Linked DNA regions of Sus scrofa: regions 1 and 2 are each linked to region 3. The links are chromatin contacts, called in public Hi-C and promoter capture Hi-C maps. All regions are on one chromosome and are shown on one strand. The core of a region is the stretch at or near the end of the contact, and the rest is flanking DNA. Distances in the headings are between cores, read along the strand shown. Region 1 holds the start of AKIP1 (A-kinase-interacting protein 1). Region 2 overlaps TMEM9B (transmembrane protein 9B). Region 3 holds the start of RPL27A (60S ribosomal protein L27a).

The links. Promoter capture Hi-C pulls out the DNA fragments that hold promoters and counts their contacts. A called contact is a pair of places that touch in the nucleus more often than the background predicts.
Region 1: a contact with region 3 is called in a promoter capture Hi-C map of liver, with 4 times the contacts expected there. The contact joins the promoter of AKIP1 here to the promoter of RPL27A in region 3. A contact is called at or near these places in 1 of 5 promoter capture datasets (liver), 2 of 47 Hi-C or Micro-C datasets (embryonic fibroblasts and liver) and 2 of 2 datasets of contacts at active chromatin or transcription factors (alveolar macrophages and skeletal muscle).
Region 2: a Hi-C map of subcutaneous adipose tissue shows a contact between it and region 3, with 1.9 times the contacts expected there. The contact joins the enhancer-like site here to the promoter of RPL27A in region 3. A contact is called at or near these places in 2 of 5 promoter capture datasets (fetal liver and liver), 4 of 47 Hi-C or Micro-C datasets (embryonic fibroblasts, liver, skeletal muscle and 1 more) and 2 of 2 datasets of contacts at active chromatin or transcription factors (alveolar macrophages and skeletal muscle).

What each region holds. Positions count from the first base shown.
Region 1 is chr9:535,715-539,153 of Sscrofa11.1, forward strand. It overlaps AKIP1 (A-kinase-interacting protein 1), which reads right to left and starts at 2,050. Exons shown (of 6, transcript XM_013979076.2): 1 at 1,969-2,050; 2 at 1,524-1,751; 3 at 982-1,062. The coding sequence starts at 1,745.
Region 2 is chr9:497,635-501,500 of Sscrofa11.1, forward strand. All of the region lies in intron 6 of TMEM9B (transmembrane protein 9B), which reads left to right. Among named protein-coding and RNA genes, the nearest start is that of ASCL3, 19 kb to the right of the region's middle. Within about 2 kb of position 2,512, at least 22 of the 83 cell types and tissues checked have an H3K27ac peak or open chromatin away from gene starts, as enhancers often do. A contact at or near this core is called in skeletal muscle and subcutaneous adipose tissue, where this site is marked.
Region 3 is chr9:710,305-713,999 of Sscrofa11.1, forward strand. It overlaps RPL27A (60S ribosomal protein L27a), which reads right to left and starts at 2,106. Exons shown (of 5, transcript XM_003482496.4): 1 at 890-2,106; 2 at 462-525; 3 at 2-77. The coding sequence starts at 892. TRIM66 (tripartite motif-containing protein 66) reads left to right here and starts at 1,267. Exons shown (of 23, transcript XM_021062260.1): 1 at 1,267-1,391; 2 at 3,271-3,494. The coding sequence starts at 1,378.

The DNA of each region.
Region 1 (3,439 bases), core at 800-3,299, 170 kb before region 3:
CGTAATCAAAAGAGGCTGAGGCTGCAAGAGGCTGCAGTCTGTTCTAACTCTCCGAGGACAGAGAGCACCTCCTATGCAGGGGTTTTCTTGAATGTCAGCTGGCTGCCTTTCAACGTTTGAGTACTTCGAGGTGCATAAAGATGACCTCAGTGCATGGTTTTGAGAAGAGGGTCTTGAAGCCTTTCTTCTCCCATTCCAATGAATGGAACAAAGAATCTTGAGTGAGTTCCTTGTGCTATAGTCTGTTTTCTGGTGTTCATCTCCCATGGGAACCAAAGCAACAGATTATAGGGCTGGGAAGGACTTGAGACAAGGTCATTTTACGCTGGGGAGGGTCAGGCCGAGAGAGACTGACTGGCCTGCGGCATTATAGCCAGTAAGAGGCAGAGCATGGAGTGATTCTTGGCCCCGAGGCTGCTGCTACCATGAAGCCACACTGCCTCCGATGAGGGCACTGCAACTGTGCCATAACCACCTTTGTGGTCAGCAAGTGATATGAACCCAAAGGGACAGACTTAAAAACTACATCACCAGGGACTTGGAGTAGAGGTTAAGATCTAATGGAGGGAACCCAGAGAGGCTCACTTGCAATTTAGAGCAAGCCTAATGATCTAAAAAACAAGCCAAAAACAAAGACGACTTTAGTGCAGTTCGAGGTTTTAAGAACCCCTAAAATTCAAACTTGTTTTGGAACTCAGCAAGTAGGCTCCCTCCCTCCCCTCCCCAGTCTGAAAACAACAGAGAGGGGAGAGCCTTTTTCTGGCTTGCTCAGTGCTGTACCCTCCTAACACTTATTATTTGCTGAGTGAATTCCAACCTGGATTTATGACCTGGTTTAAACCCTGGCTGATTACAACCTGCCCACCCAGGAGGGCAGGGTGAACAGGCAGTCGCCAGAGTCTGCCTAAACTCCACGACCATCTACTCTGTGACCCACCAGCAGGCAGCCCCGGGGCAAGGCTTTGGTTTACACCGACTTACCCCACACTGACTTGAGGTATAGTCCATGAATTCTGCCATTGTTCTGAAGGAAGCACTGAGGGTGGGGAGTCTTTCTTCTCTCTGTTTGAATAATAATAAGTAATAAACGACAAGTCACAGGTGAGATCTGCTATCCCCTACTGGAGAATGAAGTCATTTGGGGAATAGCTTCCTTTTTACTTTTGGAAAGACCCCTGCAAGTTGAAGTCAGTAAGAATTACATTACTGAGAAAGAATTCCCATTCTAAAAGGAATACATAGACGTGCAATTTTCCAATACAAAGATAGGTTTATCTAACACCAAAGGGTAGCATGTAAGAATTGTTTTAAAAGTAACCAATCAGGGCCGAGCACTAGCGGTCTCTCGCAGTATCCTAAAGCTACCCAATAGGAATCTGTCAAACGTCAAGCGTTTTCAAAGGGCTTTTCAGTTCACTGTTCTGTCCGCCAAGGACAGGCTCCCTCGGGCGCTTGTGTGTGCCGTGCCCTGGTTCCCGGTGCGGCGAATGAATGGGTTGGTCCCCCAGCACAGGAGCCCTCACCTCTCCCGGCAGCAGGCGCTGGGGGCCGGCTGCCAGCCCTCTTTCCCGGCAGGGCAGCTCCCGCGAAATAACCCCCACGCTGCCTTTGGGAAGCTCCACCGAACGCCAGTCCACGGCCCTCCTTCTGGCTCGCTCCAGCACTTCCCGAGCCAGCCTAGCCGAGCGCTGCAGGGAGCGTCGGTCCACCCCGTTCAGCGCCGCGGCCACCAGACAGCTCTCCATGTCCCCCTGGGTGGGCACAGACACACAAACACCGGCGGGTCGGCGGGCCGCCGGCACCCCGCTCCAGCTCGGAGTCGGACCCAGAGGGCCTCGACCTCCCCGGCGGCCACCGCCCCCGGCTCCGCCCAACGCGCTCTCCCGCGGGGGCAAAGTCGGCAGCGAGGGGTTGCTCGCGGAACCCGTCCATTTCCGCCCCCGCCTCCCGAGGCGCGGGAGCCCTCACCAGGCCAGCCTCCCAAGGCGCATGCGCTCAGCTCTAGGTTGGCGGTGGAGGGCGGGCACCTCAGAGCCCTGCGCCGGCGCAGCAGGCCATTGGCGGAGTGGGGGCGAGGGGCGTGGCCAGGGGCGGTGGAACGCGGCCAGCGCAGGACACGCCTCCTGCGTCCTGGCGTGGTTCCCGCGCGCGGGCTGCCGGGCCAACGGGCGGGGCGGGGCCTGTAGGGGGCGGGGCCTGGAGGCCGCGGGGCGGGTCTGGGCGGAGCCTGAGGCGGGGCCTGGGGGCGGCAGCTCAATGCAGCGCGCGGCCCTGGCCGCTGACTTCGCGTCGCTGGAGTTCTTGGGCCGCGACTTGGCCCTTAGAAGTGGTCTCCGCCGCTTAACGCCGGGCACTTGGTGAAAAGTCGGCTGGTCTCCCGTAGGGCTAGGAATTGTAGGGAAACACACGTGCCTCCAGGCACCTCTTAACACCTGGTCTGTATTTTGGGCGGTCGCTGCCCTAAAACCTACCCTGCTTGAGGCGACGGCTGGGGTCGGAGCCCTGCAGCTGCGCGTGGCCTTGCTGCCACGTGGCCTCTGGGGAAGGCGTGCGTCCGCCCGCGGCTGCAGCCGGGCCCTGCCTGGTGCTGGGGGTCTCCCGTGATCCGCCGGCCTCGGTGGGAAGCGTCCTCGCGCTTCTGGAGGCCTCTTTTCTTTAGCTTCACCTCAGCTTCCTCTACCTGCGCTTTTGCTGTTTCCTGCTTCCCTCTCACAGAAGGAGACGGAATGGAAGCCGTCCCTGTCCTTGCATAGTTTTCATCGCAGGAGTTTCCTCAAACTTGTCCTTTAATCGTTTGTTCGGGCGCCTGCTTTAGGACCTAGTCGTTACGAGCCCTGGGTTGGGAACACCCAGTCTGAAGAGCTGAGTTTGAATTCAGACTCCGCCGCTTTTGCTGTGTGATTCGGGGTGAACAACTTCTCTGAGCCTCGCTTTTCCTCACCTCTGTACCTGGGGATGCGGGGAGTACCCCTCTCCGCGGACGGTGAGCTGCTTGCGTTGTTCACTGCGTTAAAGTTGCATGTAGTGTTTTCTCAGTCCCGGAAGGGACTGCCTGGATTGGGTTGTTGAAAGGATTTTGTGAGAGAATTCCTGTAAAAGCCGCAGCACACTGCCTTGCAAAGAGTAAGTGCTGCATAGGTGTAGCGCTCCATTACCTGCCCGGGGCTGTCCTCCCAGCTTGGAGAACACAACCTATAAAGGAGGATAAAAAAAGAAGGAATAATGCACATAAACTCTGTCATGCTAGGAACAAAATATTAAGATTTTGTTCATAAGCTGTTTGCCATAAGATTGACAGAGATGCCGTGCTTTGAAGCTCAGGGGAGAAATAGATACTGCTCAGCTGGGGAGTCAAGACGGGCTTTGCAGAAGGAAGCATTTGAGCTAAGCCTTGACGGATGGCCTAGGGATAAACAGGAAAAGGGGTAGTTAAGATACC
Region 2 (3,866 bases), core at 1,262-3,761, 210 kb before region 3:
CTGACCCCAGGGCTGGAAGCCAGGTTCCAGCTGCTCTTCCACAAATACTTCCTTTCCGACGGTAGCAGAGAGAGCCCTCGAAAACCTCCTCCCTCTGGAGGCCCCGGGCTCACCCCGTCTTAGCCACATCAGTGCCTTCTACCAAAGGGTGGAAGGGCGGGGGCGGAAGAACTGTGACTTTGTCTCGTGAGTAGTTTTTGGTTTGCCGTTTCCCCATCCTTCTGTGGTCAGCATTCCTAGCGGAAGGCACAGCTGTCAGGGTACAGTGTCCTTCTCTGGCCGGTACCTGGTGATAGCGTTGGCACAATTTGATAGTCTTGGACAAAAGGTGTGGTTAATAAGTCACAGATCATCTACTATGTATTTCAAATTTAATTTTACGTAATATATAATGATCATTATTAGCATTATTGATGGTTTTTAAAAACTTGTATCTCTCAAAGTTATTTAAAATTTTAAGCGAATGGTTTTAGAACACATGGCAGGGGATGCTTAGCAAAACGTTTATGTTGCAGTTTTTAAAAATACTGATGATATACTGTCAACAAGCTATATTAAGTTTCCATTTTGGTTACAGAACTCTGAAGATGTCCGATGCAAATGTATCTGTCCTCCCTATAAAGAGAATTCTGGTTATATTTATAATAAGAACATATCCCAGAAGGACTGGTAAGTATTCTGGATAACGGAATCACCGGTCACATTTCCTTAACAGTGGTCGTCACTGTTAGTGCTGGCTGTGCACCCACTGTATTGTCTTCTTTTTGAAGTATTTCTTTTTAAGCAAATGTGTTGAATTCCATTTCTTTCTTCCTCCCTCCCTTTCTTTTCTTTCTTTCTCTGCACCCGGGCATATGGAAGTTTCCAGGCTAGGGGTTGAAGCTGAGCTGCAGCTGCCAACCTACACCACAGCCACATCCATGCCAGATCCCAGCTGCATCTGCTACCTACACCACAGCCCAGGGCAACGCCAGATCAGCAAGGCCAGGGATTGAACCCACGTCCTCATGGATACTAGGCAGGTTCGTAACCCTCTGAGCCACAACAGGAACTCCATGAATTATGTTCCTGTTTGACAAAGTGGGAGTGAGGCCCCGAGTGCAGAAAGTAAGCCTAAACAAATGTAGCCAAAAGTCCAAGCCCCAGGCAGGCAGGCTTTCTACCTTAGGATGGGGCTGAGTTTGTGGCACCTGAACTACCAAGAGCTACCCTTCTGTGTCCCCTTAAATGGCGGTCCTCCCTCCTGCTTCTCCGTGGTAGGTAAGCAAGCCTCATTTATCTGGGTTATAATTTTCACAGCTTGTAGGCCTCGATGATGTGTTGTCAACATAGGAGACTATCTTTAAAACTGTTAAAAGACTCAGGAAGGAGCGGGAATGTGCCATGTGTATCGGAGTTTACCACTTGGTGTGCCAAGAATAGGTTCTAGGTGTGCCAAGTCACTGTTCCCTTGAGGCCTTGGCGCATAATCAGGGAGGCAACGGGCTCCCGACTGGCTGTACAACCACCGGCAGCCTTCTCCGTTGATCCCAGTGGGCTTTACAAATGAGGCCTTTTTCTACACGTGCCATGAAACAGTCGAGAAGCCGTTCTGTAGCAGGACAGATGGGTTCCTTCCCCTGGACCGGGACGCTTTATGGTTTGTAACGGAAGGTCGCTGGGATTGGCATGGACGAAAAAGAGCTCCAAACGTGCCATCGCGATACACCCGATTTCACAGCCGAGTGGCCCTGGATGTTTGAAAGCAGAATTAAATTCATTCAGTTACAATATCCCAAGCTGACGGAAAAAGAAGAGGCAGCCTTTGAGCGTGTGTAGCTTGTCCGATGCTGCTGCTGCCCTCCCCCTGATAGGCATCCGGGTTCAATCCGATATTTGATAAGCGGGCGCTTCAGACCCTCTTCTGAGCATCTGTGTTGCCCTTTAAATTGTCTCTTATTACAAAGTGATTTAGCTATTCTTAGAGGTTTTGTATCAGCAAGTTACTTTATGTGAAAAGAAAGCTCAAATAAGGTATTCCTGTAAATTTCTCAAGTGTCTTGAGCACTTACGATCCGTTTCTTCACCTGAACGGCAAGCGACCTCTGTGTTCCAGCTCTCAGCACCCGTCTTTCCACTGAGTTTTTGTTGTTCCGGAGCACAGATACCCACGTGTCATTTGTTCCTGGTTCCTGGTGAGAACAGGGAGCTTGGGGGTCAGCAGCTGAAACAAGGCTTGCTCTGGGGGCTTCCTCGCGCTCTCCGCGCCTCCCTCCTGCAGATGCGCCTTTTAGGTTTGGGAGAGTTTCCCAGACGCAGCCGAGGGTTCCTCACCGACTTTAGGAGGCAGGGCAAGTTGCGACTCTGAGCCGCTGGGGTGCTTTCCCCTTCTCCATTCTGTTCGGTGATGAGCTTTCCTTCCTCACTGACTCGCTGAGTAACCAGAGAAAACTTGGGCTTCTCTGGCTGCGGGTGGGTGGGATTGAGAGCGGCTCACGTCCTCCCTCGGCGCTAGGGGGCGGTGTTGCCCGGTTCCTGGAGGTTCTGTGTTTACCGTGACCCGCAGCGGAGCCACCCTTCCTGCCTCTCCTCTACCTGACGGCTCGCAGGGTCGCCTGGCTGGGACGCGATGTTTGCGCCTCAGGGAACCCTCGATGCTAACACACTCGCACGTAGAGTCCCAAGTCACTGCTACGTATTGTCACTAGGGCTTCTGATGCTGAAGTAGGAGTTACATAGGCGATGAGCCTCGTTTTTCTGAGGTTCCAGAGAGAAAGAGGGGGGCCATCCTCGGCAGCAGGAGCCCTGGCTTCCGGTCCTTCTGGCTGTTGTGTGCTCTGTGGCCTCGCGCAGGAGACGGCAGGGCTGGGTGCCCCTGTGACTCTGAGCGAGATGCCCCTGCAATGCCCGCGTTACGCCTGCATCCGGCTGGATGTGCTCCTGATCTTCTCTGTGTTTGGAACAAATGTCACACACTTGGATTGTGTGAGTTGTGGGAACGTCCTCTTGTTTGAAATTCTGCCAGACTTGTTTTTTCGTTACTACCTTTGTTAAAATTAAGTCACCCATGAAGGAAAACCGAACTTCTATCATTCATGCCGTGTTGGGTGTTCTTTCCTCTGCCACAGCTCAGAGGGAACAGAGCAAGAACAGGGCAAAGGGAGAGGGTCAGCTGGAGTGCTGGGCGCCCCAGGAGGCGGGTGGCGTGAGGCGGGATTGGCTCTAGCAGAGCTCCTCAGGCAGCCAGAAATGCCCAAGGAGGCCGGGCAGAAGGGAAGGAAATTGCCCAGCAGCTGCGGGAGGACAGGAAAGCTTTGCCTGCTTTGCCGAAGGTGGTCAGAGTAGTGGGCTCTTAACAGCTGGGAGAGTAAGAGTTTATTTATTTTAAATTTTTTATTATAGTTGATTTACAGTGTTGTGCCAGCGCCTGCTGTACAGCATAGTAACCCAGTTACACATACACGATACACATGTTTTCTCACATTATTCCTCCATCCTGTTCCATCACAAGTGATCAGACTCAGTTTCTTGGGCTCTACAGCAGAATCTCGTTGCTTATCCACTCCAAATGCAATAGAATTTAATGTCCTCGAATTGACAGATCTGGGGGAAAAGACTTTTTTGGATAGAATTGCTTTTTCATAAATCACAAATACATGGCCTGAAAAGTGGGGGGGAAATAAACATCCAACGACAAGAACTTTCAGCCTTTTATTATTTTTTATGTACTGTTTGCAGTTAATCAGTCTTCATTTTAAAATAGTTTTGTTGTCTGAACCCTACTTCTCCATGTTTTTTAAATAGACTCTTGCTCATTAAAAAGTGATTGTTTCTTACTCTGGTGTTCGGTTTTCAGAGTTGCATGACCTCCCGGCCGGGAGGTGTGA
Region 3 (3,695 bases), core at 856-3,355:
CTATTTGTCGAAGTTGATCCTGTGGTGATGCATGCCACCCGCATTGCCCCGGCCTCCTGGGTGCTTCCGGTGTTTGCCTGCAGGAGCACACAGCTACATGGCCAACGGTCTCCTCCGAGCGCTTGCAAAAGCGCGCCCGTGCTTCTGTGCCTTTGCTTAGGCTGTTAGCAACCGGCAACACTATCCCTCTAGGCTCCAGGCTAAACACTGCGAAGCAAGGCTTCCCGTCGCAACACTAACGCGGTAATAACTGGCCTTCAACCAATTCAAGACTGAGCCCCGCTCAATCTGCAGGCCCCCAAATGATATCAAATCCTCTCAAAGCGGAGGGTTTTCAGAGAAAAGGCCAACGGCTAACGATCAAGTTCGACGGGCTCCACCGCACAAAGCTTCACCCACCTCTCTAAGCTCATCTGCCGGGGACAGCCCGAGGCCGGCCAGGACGGGAAACCGGCACTTACCGATGCGGCCGTGGCCGTGGCTCACGTGGCCGCGGAGTTTCCGGGTCTTCCTTAGTCTGGACGGCTGTGTGGGAAAAGGTGCCCGGGGTGAGGCCCTGGGAGGTGGGGCGGGGGCCACGCTTGCCAGCCTGGGAAGGGGCTGGGGCGGGGGTCTGCTCTGCGGCGCCTTCAGCGAAGCTGAACCAGGCTGATCACCGCCTGGTTCTCATCAGGGAGGCGCCCGGGTCCGCGTGTCTCAGGAATCCGGACTCCGGGAAGAACACGCGGCCCCAGGCTCCCCGCCCCGTCCCGGCCGCCCCGGCCGGCGGCCGGACGTGAGCGGCCTGGAGGATGAGGCCAAAGGCGGGAGCAGGTGGCTGGGGGAGCAGGTGAGCAAAGCTCGCGGCCTAGGGTAGCAACCACACGGGCGGACCAGGACAATCACCTACCATGTCGGCGGCCGCGACGCAAGAGGAAGGCCTCGGCAAAGTCTCGCGAGCTATCGGGCCCAGGGGCGGAGCCCACGCCTCACTTCCGGCTCGGGGGGCGGGGCCTGCGAGGGCGCGGATCTCGCGCGATTACAGGTCTTGCCGTTTTCGCATCCGGGGGTTGAGCTCGCCATCGCAGAGCTGTTCCGGGGGCGGCGGCGGGGCCGGGAGCCCTGCGCGGTGCAGTGAGTGCGCTGGCGCTCGCAGGCTGAGCTCTGCCGCCGGGGGCGGGGCTTGAGGGCTGCGGTGCGCGCCGCGGGCGGGAAAGCCGCCGGGGCCGCCGGTCTCAGCTCCCCGCCGACCGCCGCAGCCCTGAGCAGTCCCGCGGGTCTCGCTCTGGTTTTGGTGGCTGGCTCGGGCCGGGCGTAGCGGCCGCTTGGCTTGTCCCCTGGCCGCGTGAGGAGCCACTTTTGGCCTTCGGTGCCCACCGGGTCCTCACCCCGCGGCGTATGGAGCGTCCCAGGTCAGGGGTAGTCGGAGCTGTGGCCGCCAGCCTGCACCACGGCCGCAGCAAGGCCGGCCTTTAACCCGCTGAGCGGGCCCAGGGCCGAACCCGCGTCCTCACGGACGCCAGTCGGGTTCGTTAGCCTCGCTCTGGTCCTTTTAGGCTCCGTTTTTGATGTCTCGCCCACCTTCCCGGGCCTGCGCGCCCACGCTCTCGGTCTTCCTCGCTCCTTCGCCCTTGTGCCTGGTCCTGGCCTTGTCCTCGCTTTGAACAGCCTCAGTTCAGGGACCTCTGCGCTTGCTCGCGTTAAGGTCCTGTACTCTCCAGACCCTGTAGATTTTCCGCCGCTCTCTTGTAATTTTCACTGGCACCTACTGGGCGCGCCTGTGAGCCCCTCCTCTTCTGGACAGAGAACCCCCGCTCAGTCTGGACCCAAAGTGAGCGTCCCCTCTTGGAAAACTGACCCATCCGGTCACGGTTGCTCACATGCCCCCACTGGGCCTCCTCAAAAATCTAGGGCGTGGCTCTTAGAGAATCTTGATCTGCGTTTGTCTTTCCTGCTGGACCAAACTCCTCAAAGACTGGAGGATTATTTTCTTTTTATCCATGTACTCCCAGCTCCCGGCATGTAGTACATGTTCAACAAATGATCGTTAACTAAAGTGGAGGGGGCACCCTTCCCGTGTTAAGTCTCAACCAGTGTTCAGGATCACAGTCCATCAGTTAGTCTGTGTGTGTGTGTGTGGTTTCTGTGCCATGTTCTGTAAAGCTAAAATACTGCTTAGCTAAAATATCCTAAATTCTCCCTGTCTCTCTTTCCTACCCTTGCTCCTTCCTTTTCAGCCAAGTTCACCCAAAGAGCAGTCAACAAATCCTGTGCATTTGCTAGTTTCCTGTTCATCCTTTAATCCATCACAGTCTAGCCCTCAGTCCCATTATTGTAATTAAAGTGCTCCTACCAAAGTCATCAATTAACCAAACTCCAAACTGCATGGACTCTTCTCCATAGCACTTGTACTCTGTCTTAACCCATTTGACTTCTTTTTCTAGAGCACCTCTTGCATTCTTCCTACCAGTCTTCCTTTCAGGTTCTTCTGCCTTTGTCCACCGTTTAACTGTTGGTATTCTTCAGCCGTCTGTGCTTGCCCCTGTTAAGGTTTCGTAGGATGCCGTCTCTCCGGCGAGCTCATCTTGGGTGGCTTCCGTCTTCATCTGTGTTGCTGACTCCACAGTCGTATTCACTTAATTACGGGCTAGTTTCCCTCCGACATTCCGAGGGATGTCAGGGAGACGGAAAAAATTATCCTGAGCATCCTTTTCTCTGACACGCTGTCACCAAGTCCTTTTTTAGCCCTCCTGGCACTCCTTCGTGAAGGCCCTTCTCACATCGCTTCTCTGGGGTTCAGCGCCCTCCTGTGATCACCCTGCCTGCACTCCCCCCTCCAGCCCCTCCGTCCTTCACGCCTCTGCCAGGTTCATCTTCCCCAGCCACGACTCTCATGCTTTCACTTACTTCATCAACAAGTTCAGGAGCCCCAGCTGGCCCCAGAGAACAGCGCAGACTCCCCTCCACTTTCCGACACAGGTTTTCTACTGCAGCCAAACTTGAGCCATCCCTGCTGCCCTTCCTCCTGTGAGGTCCTGTTTCTCATGCCAGCTATACTCCCCCTCCTGACCGGAGGTCCTGAAGCTTCCTCTCCTTCTTCAGAGACCCACCTTATCCCCTCCCAGTGCCCAGCTATAATAGCCGAACACAGGCTGCAGTTTCCAGAGTGCATGTGCCTCAGGGGTCCGCACCCCCAGCCCCGGGTGCAGGGCACCGAGGCCCAGCAGGTTGCCTGGCTGCCAGGCGCCAGGGCTGCTGAGACAGAGCCGGGCCTGGTCTCTGTCCCTCCAGGTCTCCTGCCCTTTCCTCAGTGACCACACGCCCTCTGACCTCACAGTGCTGGGGCCTTCATCGGGCCTGGAGCCCTTCGTCCCATGCTGCCTGTCGCCAGCAGAAAGAGGGGCCTGGGGCGTCGGGGGCAAGGCCTGAGAAGAGGTCACCCTCCATCCGGCATCAGGAGCGGCCCGTGCGTGCGCGAGCGGTGAGCGGAGCTCCCTGGACACGGCCCCGAGGAGGTGAGCCGGGCAGAGCGTGGGCAAGGAAAGGTCACCCCCGGTGTCCAGCACGGAGGGGCTGCAGCCAGGACCAGGGCTGCAGGGGCCGGGGGCCGGGGCTCTGCCGCAGGGGCGTCGGCCGGCTGGCTTCTCGGCGCGCGGGCCCGTCCTCTGCCGACCAGCGCCCCGCGTCGGGTTCTGGGCTCGCTTGACCTTCGTCTC